Regions from separate parts of the Sus scrofa genome. Here region 1 is linked to region 2. The links are chromatin contacts, called in public promoter capture Hi-C maps. All regions are on one chromosome and are shown on one strand. The core of a region is the stretch at or near the end of the contact, and the rest is flanking DNA. Distances in the headings are between cores, read along the strand shown.

Region 1 (2,700 bases), core at 114-2,613, 95 kb after region 2:
GATTACCCTCTAATGTTTTCTGTAAAATGTACTTATCAGAAACCTGTGCACGAAAGCCACTGGAGGGGAGGGGCAGGGCTGAGTTCTTTAAAAAGTAGCAAGAAATGGGATTTTGTGACAATAAAGTAATGGCTGTAGATTCCATGGGAAGTTTCATTACAGATGTTTACCATTTACATACGATGCCTGTAAATCACTGGCTCGAGTTTTAAGCTTTATGTGGCTTTCATTCCTAGCAGTACAATCCTCTATTCTTTCAGACGACAAATAACAAAACCCGTTTCCCATACAATGTACCCTGACAACTGGCCGTGGAACTAAACTGTTTTCAAAATGAGGAAAAACTAACTAGGACTAGAAATGTTCAAATGGAAGGCATTTCCCCTGTGAAAATTCTTGTTAATTAAAAGAACCCGAGCTGCTGCCGTCAGAAAGTATGCAATTAGCGTTTCAAACCTCTACACTGGACGACTTCTTGCGGAGGGACGGGATAAGGAAGGAAGATCACCCATTCGTCCCAAATTCGCAGTTCTAAGGGCGAGTTACGAGAAGGGCGTCAGGAATGTCTTTCTACAAAGCTGGGGGGAGGGGGCTGGGGGAAGTCCCTCTCTTTCCTACTTTGGTCCCAATTCTGACAAAGTGCAGTGTGCCAAGGTGAAGCCGTCGGTGCATCACGTAGCAGCTTCCCGGCAGGGTCCTAATTAAGTGTAGGCCTGACTTTCCCTCCAATCCCGGCTTCAGGTGTTCCACTCCGGGCTTCCTTCAGCCTCTCCTCATCACGCAACCTCGAAGGAGAGGAGTGTCCACACACAAAGCCCGAACCGCCCGAGCCCCCGGCTGAAGAACCACCGCCAGCCTGAACTCGGAGACGGGGAGGCAAAGCCCCAGAGCTTCCCTCCCTGGGGAAACCTTTGGCCCCGAGGGTCCTTCCGTCCAGCTCAGCCCGGTCCGGTCTCCCTCTCTACCGCGTCAACGCTTACCCAATACCAGCCGGGCTACGTCCGAGGGTAGCAGCATGATCCAAGCCGCAGGAGTACCCGCAGTGAGAGACGAGACTCAGGTAAAAGCCAACAGCGACGGCTCCTGCGCCGCATCTCCCGGTCCCGGTGGCGGCACTGAACCCCGCTGCAATTTGTCCCGCCTCTTTTGCTCCACGCCAGCCAATCGCTTCCGCGGGAGAAAGAAAGGCGCCGAAATGAAACCCGCCTCCGTTCTCCCTGGCACTGACGTCATTTCCGTGCTCACGTTTGGCGGGTGGGGTCAAGGGGGCGAGGAGGCGGGGCGCGAGCGTTGGAGACCAAGCCGCAGGGAGAGCGTGGCTGCAGGGTCGCATGCCATTGGCAGACAGTGCGCAGGCGCGTTCCCTTCCGAGCCCGGTGTTTTGGGAGAGTGTTTGGTGTCCGGCGCGCGTGGGCGGACCGTACCCGAACGCTCCGCACCTCTACCGCTTCCGCCCGGGACGCACGCTGCGTGGCCACGCTGAGTTTGGTCGGAAGCGGGATCAGTGCGTGGACAGGTGGCTCGGGCTGCTGCTGGGAGTGGAGCGGGGATTTGGTCTGCGGCTACGCCGCCACCAGGGATTCCACTTGGTTGTCCAGTCCAGCCGTCTTGGTGCGTAAGCCGTGTAGTGGCGTCTGCGTTGGGGAATTAAGATGCCTCCGGGCCGCTCTGTCCCAGCCCCCATATGCGCCCCTTTACTCCTCTCCCCACCTCATCTTGACGGGACTCTGGTACTCATTGCTTTCTCCAGCTCTCTTTTCGTGCCTCTGGTGGACTTAGCCTTGAACCTTCCTGTGCGTCCCCTGCCTCTGTGCCCAGAAATTAACTAGATGGCTTAACTAATCATCTTTTTCTCCCCTGTCATAATTAGTAGTTTAAGTCAACGAGTGATTCGTTGAGGCTTAAACTGAAGTTTCGTGGTTAAGAGCTTGGGCTCTGGAATCACACTCCCGGAGTTGGGGTTCTGTCAGCTGGCTGTGTGATCTCGCTGTACCATCTATCTCGTCATCATCCTATCCTGTGTCACCACTCAAGAGTGTTTGCTGTTTTTTACCAGGTACAGAGAAGTAAAAAGACTGTTACAATTCAGAGTGATAATGTGATAGAAGAACATTGTGATGGAAGAGGAGTGAATGAAGTTCTGTGGAAACGGCCTGGGAGAATCAGTTTCAGTTTGCAGTGAGATTTCAGTGTTAAACTGCCCTGGAGGGAGGTGGGAGCCTTACAGACAGAAGGGTAAATGCATATGAAGGCATAACGTGTGGAAGGTTCCTGAAGCTCTAGGGAGAGCCTCACAGAGAACATTACCCGATATTCTGTGGTAATCTATGTTGGAAAAGAAATGGAAAGAGAATGGATGTGTGTACATGTATAACTGAATCACTTTGCAGTACAGCAGAAGTTACCACAACATGTGAATCAACTGTCCTTCCATAAAACTTTAAAAAATGGAAAAAAAGGAGAAGAGAGAGGTCCTGCATGTAATGAAGTACATTTGGGCATTTTCAACATGTTGAACATATGCTCTTACTGGGATATGGTCTTAACTGGGAGAAAATTGAGAAGCAAGGAGACAAGGATATTCTTTCAGGTGTGGGTGGAAAAAGAACCATTAAAAGAGATGCGAAACAGAAAAGAAGGGAATAATGATAATTGCTGATATTTATTGAGCATTTGCTATGTCCCAGGCAGTGTGTTAAA
Region 2 (2,700 bases), core at 69-2,568:
GAAATTGCTGACCGCATGACTAAACCAGCCTGTACAAACTTGGAAAGGATGGGATGCAGACAGTCTCTTTGGTAAATGGTTCTCTTGGTTGGGAGGAATTAAGACAATGGTTGGAATAGTCATGGTTATACTCGCAGGGTGCCTACTTGTTCCCTGCCTTGTACCTCTCCTGATAAATATTATAAAAGGTTTTATAAAAACCATGGTTGAAAGAAAAACAGCCTCCCACCTGCTACTTATTAGAGGCTATCAAAGGGTTATGACTGATGATGATCTGTAAAGGGTGCAGATGCGCCCTGAACATCAAGAGGGGGGAATGAAATAGAGTTTTAGCTAAAGAACAAACCCCCCTTGGCTAAGAAGGCAGCTGCAAGCCTTTCCAGCTGTGCTAATTACTATGCCACCCTTCTTGTAATAATGTAACAACTGTGTGCTCTCTGTCCAAGCCAGCAGCCCTGCTAATCAGGTACCCAACATTGCTTATCAGTTCTGCTTCTGTAACCTTGCTTGCTCAGTTTCTTAGGGAGGAACACTGTCTGCTTGGGGATGGGGGAGGTCCGGGATGCTTACATGGAAAAATCAAGACCTTGTAGTGTATAAAAGTTACTGAGAACAAAGACCTGGTGCTCAGACTCTGGAGGTGACTCCTCTGAGCCCGCACCGGTGCTGAATAAACCTTGCTTTTCCATATCTCCGAGTGCTGCTTGTCTCCTTCCGTTGCCACAGTTTTTTGCGGTTTCCGCAACACTTCTAAAGAAGGCAAGACTGTTGTTAAGGCAAAACTAGTGTAGAGGTTAAGATACTAGACCAGGCAACCAGGGAGCCTGGTTCAAACTGTAGTTCTGTCACTAATTGCTTGTTCTGTGACCCTGGATAATTTGTATAACTTCTGGAGTTCCCCTTGTGGCACAGCAGAAACAGTCCAACTAGGAACCATGAGGGTGCAGGTTTGATCCCTGGCCTGGCTCAGTGGGTTAAGGATCTGGCGTTGCTGGGAGCTGTGGTGTAGGTCGCAGGCTGGCGCAGATCTGTTGTTGCTGTGGCTCTGGCGGAGGCTGCTGTTGTAGCTCTAATTCGACCCCTAGCCTGGGAGCCTTCGTACGCCATGGGTGTGGCCCTAAAAAGAGAAAAAAATGTTTTCATGAATTTTCTCTGCATTTGGAGAGAAGAGGGGCTCAGTGACCAGAAAAAGCCTAAGTCAAGGGTGAACCACTGCACTCAGAAGGTCAGAAACTTGGGAACGGAAGTAGAGGCGCAGCAGGGCGTGCCTGTCAGAGGCCGCTATTGGAGAAGGTGGGCGGGGGCCGGAGGCCACTATTGGAGGAGGCAGCCTGTACGGGGGCGGGGACGCTCCGCGCCCACCGTGCGCACTTGCGTCTCTCCGTCACGGATTCTCTGTTTTGGGCCCTACAACCATGGCGGTGCTGTCGGTCCTTGTGCGCGGCGCCTGCGGGCGCAGCCTCCTGCTTCGAAGGCGGATGCAGGTGAGGGGGGCTGTGATCCAGAACTTGTCCGCCTGCGACCTCGCGCCCGGAAGGGGCCCGGTGCGGACTTAAGGAGCCCCCCCCGCCCCGTCTCCATGCGGACGCGCCCCCCCTAGGCCCGAGTGTTCCCTTCGAGGGGACTCCGCTGGGTCGGAACCACTGATTTCTGGGTCCAACCGAGAGGGGAGGCCGGGCTTTGTTCTGGCCTTGCAGACGGGCAGCGAAGATCCGTAAAGCTGTTTTCCAGGTTTTCTGTAAAAGGCGGTTGTGAGCGTTATCTTGGGCAGGTTTTGTTTCCCCATTAGTCATACACCGTGGAGGCACTATGTGATAATAGAACCTGACCCCGGACAACTCCAGACCTATCAGGGACAATAACTCGGTTTCTTCCTGAGTGGGACTCACGCCCGAGGGAGTCCAGAGCCTTTTTCTCCTTTGGCTACTCTTTGGAGACGCGGGTGGCGAGCTGGAAAGGATCTGCACTCAGAGCACCAAGCACCTGTGCACAGGGTCTGCAAAACCCAAGGAATACATAGAAGGTGAAGGTGATGTACACTTTAAAGTCCACTCAGATTTTGAGAGTTTGGATTTGACGCAAGTCAGTGAGGACTATTGACGCCTTTGTTTTTGTCGTAAATAGAGGTCTGGGAAAATTGAAGTGGGGAGAAAACTCTTTTGTCAGTTAGTTGGGTTGTAACTTGAACTGAAGTGCTGGCAGTAAGTGGAAAAGGAGCAGCATGATGCAAGAGATTGAAAAAGAATAAACGTAGAACTTGACAAATACAGAGTGAGGCTGGGGAGCCAAGGGAAAATGAAGTCTAAAATTAATCTTGAGTGACTGAGATAATAGAAGAGTGGATTTCCAGGAGAGATGGGTTTTTAGCATATTTGTTAGTTTCAGGAATGACTTGGGAAATCACAAAAAATGTCATTAGGTCAAAGTGGGTTTCTGCCAACGTTGAGTAGGTGAATTAAGTGAACTAGGTAGTCTTAAGTTTGTACGAAATAAATACAAAAGCCAAGTGCAGAACCTTCCTAATTTATGGTTTAATTAAGAGCTTACAATCAAACAGATGTTGTCGATGAGAAAAATGAGGCCATTGGTTACATAGCACATGATCTGTGGTGGTCTTTTAATTGAACTTTGGGAAATAGTTTTTTTTTTTTTTGGTTACTTGAATTAAGGGCTTTTTACTTAACCATGGAAATCTGTTTC

Evidence for each region. Promoter capture Hi-C pulls out the DNA fragments that hold promoters and counts their contacts.
Region 1: a contact with region 2 is called in a promoter capture Hi-C map of liver, with 2.9 times the contacts expected there. The contact joins the promoter of ATM here to the promoter of ACAT1 in region 2. A contact is called at or near these places in 2 of 5 promoter capture datasets (fetal liver and liver), 4 of 47 Hi-C or Micro-C datasets (heart right ventricle, liver and skeletal muscle) and 1 of 2 datasets of contacts at active chromatin or transcription factors (alveolar macrophages).

What each region holds. Positions count from the first base shown.
Region 1 is chr9:36,619,295-36,621,994 of Sscrofa11.1, forward strand. It overlaps ATM (ATM serine/threonine kinase), which reads left to right and starts at 1,364. Exons shown (of 64, transcript NM_001123080.1): 1 at 1,364-1,611; 2 at 1,871-2,056. LOC100627195 (protein NPAT) reads right to left here and starts at 1,221. Exons shown (of 18, transcript XM_021062741.1): 1 at 981-1,221. The coding sequence starts at 1,017.
Region 2 is chr9:36,523,948-36,526,647 of Sscrofa11.1, forward strand. ACAT1 (acetyl-CoA acetyltransferase, mitochondrial) reads left to right here and starts at 1,319. Exons shown (of 11, transcript XM_005667302.3): 1 at 1,319-1,484. The coding sequence starts at 1,416. LOC102164598 (endogenous retrovirus group 3 member 1 Env polyprotein-like) reads left to right here. Exons shown (of 2, transcript XM_021062740.1): 2 at 1-212.